Regions from separate parts of the Mus musculus genome. Here regions 1 and 2 are each linked to region 3. A link is a contact called in public Micro-C and promoter capture Hi-C data. All regions are on one chromosome and are shown on one strand. The core of a region is the stretch at or near the end of the contact, and the rest is flanking DNA. Distances in the headings are between cores, read along the strand shown. Region 1 holds the start of Rgs20 (regulator of G-protein signaling 20). Region 2 holds the start of Xkr4 (X-linked Kx blood group related 4). Region 3 holds the start of Sox17 (SRY (sex determining region Y)-box 17).

What was found. Promoter capture Hi-C pulls out the DNA fragments that hold promoters and counts their contacts. Hi-C and Micro-C count contacts between places; a contact is called where the count stands out from the background.
Region 1: a contact with region 3 is called in a promoter capture Hi-C map of embryonic stem cells, with 50 read pairs. The contact joins the promoter of Rgs20 here to the promoter of Sox17 in region 3. A contact is called at or near these places in 6 of 39 promoter capture datasets (cranial neural crest and embryonic stem cells), 28 of 484 Hi-C or Micro-C datasets (differentiating embryonic stem cells, embryonic ectoderm, embryonic stem cells and 2 more), 8 of 115 datasets of contacts at active chromatin or transcription factors (embryonic stem cells, pancreatic cancer cells and stem cell-derived neural progenitor cells) and 1 of 9 other capture datasets (embryonic stem cells).
Region 2: a contact with region 3 is called in a Micro-C map of embryonic stem cells, with 4 times the contacts expected there. The contact joins the promoter of Xkr4 here to the promoter of Sox17 in region 3. A contact is called at or near these places in 3 of 39 promoter capture datasets (cranial neural crest and embryonic stem cells), 5 of 484 Hi-C or Micro-C datasets (all in embryonic stem cells), 4 of 115 datasets of contacts at active chromatin or transcription factors (astrocytes, embryonic stem cells and stem cell-derived neural progenitor cells) and 1 of 9 other capture datasets (pancreatic islet).

Annotation. Positions count from the first base shown.
Region 1 is chr1:5,018,109-5,020,876 of GRCm38.p6, forward strand. Rgs20 (regulator of G-protein signaling 20) reads right to left here and starts at 1,431. Exons shown (of 5, transcript NM_021374.5): 1 at 1,203-1,431. The coding sequence starts at 1,271.
Region 2 is chr1:3,669,991-3,672,833 of GRCm38.p6, forward strand. Xkr4 (X-linked Kx blood group related 4) reads right to left here and starts at 1,508. Exons shown (of 3, transcript NM_001011874.1): 1 at 562-1,508. The coding sequence starts at 1,358. It also overlaps the pseudogene LOC108167595.
Region 3 is chr1:4,496,063-4,498,844 of GRCm38.p6, forward strand. It overlaps Sox17 (SRY (sex determining region Y)-box 17), which reads right to left and starts at 1,292. Exons shown (of 5, transcript NM_011441.5): 1 at 229-1,292.

The DNA of each region.
Region 1 (2,768 bases), core at 181-2,680, 520 kb after region 3:
CCCCCTTGCCCGCTTTAGCCCCACGTCCATCAGCAGTTGTGTGAGTGTGGCTAGCTAGCTCTTCTTGCCCAGGTTTTGCTTGCTGCTTATGGACTCGAGGAAGATCCTGACCCAGCCCAGCCCCAGAGAGCCCACCTCTCCCGCGCTCCACCTTCACACCTTCAGACCTGCGCGGTCGCAGCGCCTGTACCCTCCCCAACGCCCACCTTCGGTCGCCCACTCCCTAAGTGTGGAAATCCTTCAGCGCATTGAAACGTCTCCCCAAACACCCACCCCACCCCCGCGTGTGCCGCTTCCGAGGCCTCTCCCTTACCCACTCCCCTGAAGCAGTAGGTGGGGTTAGCCACAGATCTCCGAAAGAGCACACCCTTGTCCCAGGGAGCTGTCTCCCTTTAGGCTCCTTGCCAGCCCAGTTTCCCCAAGTCTGAGGGCACCATCATACAAAGACCCGACTCCCCATCGCTCACCTCCGCGCAGCCTCTCTGCTTCCTACCCGAACCTTCAGTCGCTGCAGCCTCGGCACGTCCTCGGGTTCCAACCTCCCGAGCCCCCCGAGTGTGGGAAATCTAGCTCCCAGGCCCGATAAGGACAATCCCCACCCTCTCTCCCTTAAGTGACTGTTCGGTCTACTCAGTTGTCTGGTGTTGCTGCCCGCAGCGCTCCGGGCGCGGTCTGAGCGCCTACTTGAAGCTCAGCTCCGCCAGCCGGCCTGTGATGCGCTTCTCTGAAAGGGAGGTAGTGCGTTCCGGGAGTGTCACCTCCTCAACCTGCGCTCAAATTGCCCGCCCCGGGTCCTCAGACCGAGGCGCATCCTTCCCCCAACTGAGAGAGAGCCGAGACTCTTCCACTCGCTTGGGCTCTCCCAAATGCTTGGCATGTCTGATGTGCACTTTAGACCTTAATGGCATTTTTCGTCCCTCGCTGAGTCTCAGAGTCCGGACCACCTGCTTGGTGGGTCTGATAATAACCGATCACAATGGTTCGGAGCCTTCCCTCAGACAATGAGATGTTCCGAACTCACAACCCACTCGCCTCAACTGACTAACCCTAAGGGCGATGACCAGCCAGGGATTGCACCACCGGGCAAGGAGAGACTGGCGTCCCAGGTTCCTCGAGCTCCTTCTACTGCCAGGTCCAGGGCTTCGGGGGGGGGGGGGGGCAGGGAGTCAGAGAGGAAGACGAGGAGGACGCCAGGTACTTACCAGGCCAGGGTCCGCTGGGCTAGCCGAAGGGGAAGCTCTGGCCCTCGGGCCTCCGTTGGCCGTGCGCATGCGTCCAGAGTGTGCCTTAGTTTTCTTACACTAGTCAGAGCGGTTCCTACTCCGCCCGCGCTGGCTCTCTGCCACCCGCCCTTTCCTGCGTTTCTGGGTCTAAGCTCCGGAGCTCTTCTCTCTTCCTCCTCCTTTCCCTTCTCTGACTCCTCTCCGCCCCGGCGCTCGCTCGCTTTCCTGGGGCAGGGCAATCCCCTGGCTCGCCTCCTTCTGGCGGCAGCACGCAGCACTCGGAGGCTGGGGGTACTCCCTAGTCCCAAATCGGGCGAGCGGAGCCCCGGTCCTGGCTCCTCTCTTATAATCGCAACGAAATAATGGGTGCGGCGGGAGCGAGCTTTGAGGGTGCCTGTAAGGCCCTTTCTCTTTATCCCCTGGCCTTAGCTTGCGGGGGACGCCGTGGGGTGGGGGCGATCCAGAGTTTGTGAATGAGTACTGGGGCCTTGTGAATGAAGAGATGCTTGGGGGTACGGGGAAAGGTCGCGAGAGGAGCTGGTGCTTTGTACCCCGGGTCTCGCGCCTGTGAACTGCCCGCCCCTGCTGGACAATCCCCACTGAACCCTTTGACCTCAGCGCCACTAACATCCGCCCCCAACTCTCTTTGTATAGCCTTTCTAAGAGATCTGTTCTCCCACTCTAAACAGTGGTCCTACTCAGTTCCGGCCAGCCAGCCAGAGTCGGATGGCCCCACCTGGCGATTGGGATGGCAGGGTGGAGTGTATGTAAGAAAGCCTAAGCCGGGACTCCGGTCTCTCTCAGTCCCTCGGCAGTCTCCCTTTCTTTTGCGACTCAGGCGGTGGGAGGGGAAGCCCCGGGCATTTGCAGAACCTGGCGCCTACCTCTGAGGATGCCCCTCGCCCGGGTCGCCGCAGCTAGCGAAGTAACCCTTGAAGTGAACCCCTGGGGCAGTGCGCCTGAGCTCGGAGGGCTAAACTCAAGCAGCAAAGTGACCTGACACAAAAATAACATCACGTCATTTCCTCCCTCTTCCTGGGAAGAGGAGTGGGGGCATGAACGCGGCTGCGAGCGGTTACAAAGTGCGGGGATGCTTGGGGAGGCTCGAGGGGAAGCTGCAACTACAGTTGGAAAAGATCTTCGGAGGCGTCAGAGGGCTTCCTCTTGCTTCCTAGGATGGTAGAAACAGAACAGATCGCTTGGGAGAAAGTAGCTCTAATGCCTCGGTGGAGGTGGGAGTGTCCGGGAGCCTCAGGTGCCCTTTCCTCCAGTGTGCCCAGCGCTGTGCCAATCTTTCAGTATCCAGGCCAGCCCGGGTGGGCTGGGTCAATCAGGATTAGAGCGAGTGGGAAAGGCTGGGGCCTCCAGAAGCCGAGGGTGGGTTTAGTGGAGTTCCCAGTACTCACGGACTCGGGTGAACTCTTTTCAGTACAGGCGTCCTCTCCTCTGGGCTCCGAATTCGGACTTGCCAGCTTCAGTAGACGACCCCTCGGACGTCGTCCTGGCAGTGCCATTGAGGCCACAAGTAGGAACAGGAGGCGGTGG
Region 2 (2,843 bases), core at 258-2,757, 830 kb before region 3:
AATGTTCACTCATTTTACATATATATGTCTGTATATATATATGTATACATATACGTCAAATATTTATTAACACTACTTTAAGCTCAGTATTTCTTTAGCTGTTATCATCCAAATATGGACATCTTTGAGCAGTAACAAGTCCTATTTAACTAGAATTGTAATCCTATCCAAACCCAGCACAAAGGAAACCATCAAAAGTACAACACACCAAGAATTCTACATAATATAAATGACTTTTTAGTAAGTGTGAGAGGAATCCTCTGCTAGTGAAATATTAAGTCTACAATCGGGGGAGAACTTGTAGCATACATAGAAAAACTAGTCTATGAGAAGATGGGAAACGTGACAGACTACAAACACGTTCCTGCGTGCCCTTCCTTGGTTTCTTTTTCCTCACCTAACATGAGTTAGGTAAGGAGCAGTTTAGAAAAGAAAACCACAAGAGTGACTTGGCTTACTAGTCATTAGGAAAGATTTCATGCAAAAGTAGAACAGTGGACATGGTGGGCAGGCATGTAGGAACAGTAGTAGTCTCTCTCAACCCCCACCCTGATACAGTACCTCCAGATTTGCCCAAGCTGCAAGATGTGGATGAGTGACTGCAGGAGCCAGATGCAAAAGGAGCAGGACGCAGACCTGTGTTTGCCGCTGGTCCGGGTGGCCCCGTTGCTGTTGCTGCCGCTGTTGGTGGCGGCGATGTTGCTCTTGCTGGCGTTGGATGCTTGCCTCTGCGGCGTGGAAGGACGAACCTCGCCTTCCCCGGCTGCAGACCCACTGCTGACCACCGTCTTGCAATCTGCTCCAGGCTGCTGGCAGCTGGAGGTGGTGGTCGTGGAGCTGTCCTCGGTGCTGAAATCATGCACAAACCAGCGGAAGCTGAACACTTGCACAGAAAGGGAGCCCAGCACCACGAAGAAGAGGGTGAGCCCAAACCACCAGCGCTGGCCACGCAGGTAGTAGTCCACCGCGAGCCAGATGTCCGTTCCCACATCCGCGAAGTACACGGCCACGGCGGCCAGGATCCAGAGGCAGTCCCACAGCGAGTAACGCCGCTGCTCCCTGCCCAGGCGCAGGCACAGCGCCGCAGAGCCCGCCCCGCTGCCCCGGCCGCCGCCGCCCGAGCCGCCCGAGCCCGCCGAGCCGCCGCTCCCCGCGCAGCAGCAGCAGCAGCGCGAGCAGCCACCGCCGTCCGGGCAGCAGCCGCCTCCGGCCGCCTCCGTGTCCTCGGCTCCGGACCCCGACGGCAAGCCTGGAGCCAGTCCTTGCACAGAGCCCGAATTGTCCGAGTTCTGCAGCGGGGTGAACGCCACGTCGCTGCTCTTCTTCATCTTCAGCCTCCCGTCTGACTTAGCGGCCATGATGCCTCGGCAGCGGAGGAGAGCACTCCTTTATCTGACACCTGTCCCTGCTGTCTCCTCCTCCCGCCACCTCCTCGCCTCGCCCTGGCTTCCTTCCCCGGCCGCGCCGCTCCCCAGCTCCTACTCCAGCGCCCGCTCGCCCGCCGCCGCCCGCGGGGCTGGGCGCTGGGCCCGGCTAGCCGCACGCTCGGGACCCGCAGGAGCGCCGCCTGGCTGCCTGCGCCGAGCCCAGCTGCTCGCGCCGGCCCGCGCGCGCCCCTGACAGCCGCCCGCGCTCCGCGCCGGCCCGGCCCCGCGGCTGCAGCACGAGCCGCCGCCGCCGCCAGCAGCAGGAGCAGCAGCGGCCGCCGCGGAGCTCCTCGGACCTGCACATTCCTCTCCTCCCCTCGCGCGCGCTCCCTCCTCCCGCAGCCTCTCCTCCACCAGCTGACTCCGAGGGAGAGGATGACCTCATCCCTTCCCTTCCAGCTGCCGCCGCTCCCACCCCGGCTGGGGAGGGGCGAGAAGGAGGGCCCGGAGGAGGGGCTGGGATTGAGGGGAGCGGCGGGTGGGGGTGCCTGGCTGGCCAGTGCTGGACGCGGAGGGCAACAGCACGGCAATCGGAGGCCCAGTCCAGGCTCGTGGGATAGCGAAGAGCGTTGAGTGGATTTCCTCGAAGCTGGGGGGATGGGATGGGCAGAGCGCGCCGCGTGTTAGAGCCTTGGTGTTGGGTCACTGCCGAGGGTAGGGGGCCACGGACACAAGCGGGCGTGGCAGCAGCGAAGGCTGCGGAAGAAATGGTCTCTTTGTATTGTACCGGGCGCGCTCGGCACCTGGCTGGGTGTGGTATGGTGCTAGGTGTGTTGCTGGCGAGGGTGAACACGCTTTAACTAGGAAGCTAGGGCTCCTATACTGGCGGCGGTGGTGGGCGTGCCATGCTTTGGAGATCCTGGGTGGCACAGTACTTGCAGAGCTAGAACACCTAAAGCAAAGCTGGCAGCAGAGGGCGAGCCCTCGGGATAAGGCGAGAGCAGCCCCAGGGATGCTGTCCTGCCAAACCCCAGCCTAGAGAAATGCAAAGGCCCTATCTCAGGAGGTGGGTGCATGAAGCCCTGTCCCCCTGCGAGTTTAACGAGCCTGAGGCAGCAGCACTAGGCAGACACCATGGTGGGGCTACTCCTAACCGCAGGTGGGAAACGCTGCACCTCTGGCGGCGGCAACCTAGAGCGCGGCGGTGGGAGGAGGGACATGGCTAGTAACCAGGGAAAAGAGAACTAGCTCGGCCCTTGGCCCCGCGCAGGGAGTGGCAGATCCCAAAGCTAATGCCACTTCTCTTATTCCAAAACTGCAATTACCTTCCCTTAAACCTATAAACGTACAGACTTACTGTAGGGTCTCATAACTTCAGAAATGACTCGAATTTAATCTATTCTCGAAGAGAATGTAATAAAATATGTTGCAGTTTAAAAAACAAACAAACAAACAAAAACAACCAACCAAAAAAAA
Region 3 (2,782 bases), core at 42-2,541:
AAGCCCGGGGATGGGGAGGCAGCGTTATTTACAAGCATCCCTGAAGATTAACAACTGATCTTTCTGAGGGAAAGCACAAACACAGTAGGAGTCCAAGCGACCACTTTTGGGCTCTTCCCCGTTCCTTAAAACAGCCTCCCCTGGAGTCCCTAGATAGCACTTTACTTAACAAATCTACCAGGAAATGTGGCGCTTTCCCAAGACTAGTCCCCCTTCCCGTCCTCTTACCTAGATCTAACTTCTGCTGACCATTCTCTTGATAGATACTTTGGGAGGAGTGTTGGGGCCAACCGCACTTCAGACCCGCCAGCAGTGTGAGTGGGCCATATTTCAGTTTCTTCACTAAATGGGTGTTGGAAGCCGAGCTCACGACGTTATCAAAGCCAGCCACAAATGCCACAAGTAAAGAAGCAAACATCCGGAGCGGCTTCCTGCAAGCCTTGCTTCCCTCAACACTAGAGATTTACTGGGGTGGGGGTGGGTATCTGGACTAGAAGCCTGGCACGCCTGTCTGCTGTAGTCCGCAGCGGTATCACACTCAAACAGTGCAGGATTTCTAGGTGGCTACTGCCTAAGCCACATCCCCAAAGCAGACCTGAGGCTCGAAAGGCTGGGGCAAGGAAGCGTCTAATGTAACTAGAAGCTGTGCCCGTAACCATTTGGGGCCTGTAGCAAGCGGGTTGGTGATCAACTGGGACTCCGAAGTGGGAGAGTCTAAGCCACTCTTCTACAGCGAGCCTCAGAGTGAGTGGTTGATTTCTCGAAGGTTTTATGGTTTTGGTGTTCTGATGGCCAAGGCCTGTTAAAGGACATTCAAGTCCAATTGCACAGGATCCGTGGGCACTCAAGCAGATCCGTGGTCTGTGGAGAGCAAGTTCATGAGGGCGGAAAAGGGAGCGTGGGCTGTCATCACGGAGACAGCCCCCGGCGGACTCTAAGATAACAGAGACAATAGTACCACTGGACGGTCTAAAATACGTGCCTCAGAGTCTGCCTCTGAGAACACCGAGCGTCGTGCCCCGGGCTCCGCACCTCCCAGGTAGGGCCACGCAGAGCGATGCGGTCGATTGGCACCTTTCACCCGGGCACCAAAAGGCGCAGTCTCTTCTCCCCTTTATACCTTTCGCGCTCTTTCCAGTCCCTGGTCAGTCCCCAGTGGGTCGGAGGTGGAGATGGAAATTCGGGAACTTGAGAGGAAAGAGTGGCAAGAAAGACAGTGATCACCGGCCCCCACGGTGGCCCAGAACATTCAGGCCAGACCCTGCAATCTTCGCTTTGCTAGCCTCTCCCGTGAGAGCTGAGAACGTCTGACCCCAAGATTAACTTCGGGGGCTCATTCCGCACACCGTTGGGAGCGTGCATCCTGGGTGGGCGGGGTCTCACGTAACTGTCCGAATCTCTGTCTAATCGTGCCCCGAAACCCCACCCTAGCAGCTGGCGACTCGGAGACCACGTCCTCCTTCCCGCTCGGCCCTAGCTGAGTTTTTCCGCGGCGAAGCAGGAAGTAAACTGCTCCCGCTCCACTTCCCAGCTCAGTAACCGGTCGGGAATGTTTCTTAGAACCCATACCCCATCTGTGTTCCCCAGACGAAGTAAGGACTCCTCTTTATTCCTGCTCCATGGAACCTCAGGTTCTCTTGGGACGGTAGTCTGAGAGCTAGGAATGAAGCCTTGCTCACATTTCTTTGTCCTCTTCCTTGAAATTTAAAGACAATTCAAATATGGCTTGGGTTTTTATAAAGGTGATGGCTGCTGTAGCCTAGTAGTACCACACCCTAGGGAAGACGGGCTTCCTTGGAGAAAGGCAATCCTCGCCTTGCAGTCTGGCCTGTCACTGTGAGCAGAGCACTTGCACTCTCTCCAGAGAGCAAACTGGGTAGGACTGCTTCCCAGGATGCCCAGTGTGGCATCCTTAGTCTTCTTCTCTGATTTATTAATATCCAGCTCAGTCTATGATCCTGTAATACTCCGTTCCTGGACTGTGAAAGTGATGATGACTACACAGTGGGTCAAGCACATTGAGTTGTTTCGTTGAGTTTGCTTTGGTTTTGTAGCAGAGGCAATAGGTGCCTTTCCATCCAGAAAACTCTGCTCCCAAGATCCCCTATCAGGATTAACTGCATGGCGCCAGATTGTTGGTTAGGGCAAGGTATGTGCTCTGTGATCATGGAAATGATCAAAGTTAAATAGGACTTGCCACTCCTGACAGCACTCATTACCTCCTGTATGCGCTTCAAGCATAACAGATTTCTAACCTGAACCTAATTTAGCTTCCAAAGCTTAAAAACAAGAGGGAAGAGTTAGGAAGCCTTCCGGGGTTTCAGCTGGGTTACTTGAATGTTGTACTCTACCCATTTGGTGAACATGCCAACAAGTTCATAGCAACACAGGGTCTTCCGTTCACTACACCTTTCAATCCTGGATCACAGGGCTTTCCAGCCTTGACTACATACTTACGAATAATAGAATGTCCAGATTAATCCTTGGGTCTTCTTACTCCTAAGTGGAAACAGTAAGGACCATCTCCATAGACCTTAAAGGCTCATATGTCTGGGTCACAGGACTTCTGGAGAGTAATATTCTCTCCACGTCTCCTTCAATAATTCAAATTGCATCTGAAATCACAACATTACTGGGTGTTTAAATCCCACGGCTATCTTAATGCTTTTATCGAAGAAAGCCAGGCTGAAGATGCACATACATAATTTTACAAGTAGCTATATGATGCAAAAGTAAATGTCTGTCTTTAGGGCATTTGGAAAGTTATCTTTGAAATTAATTT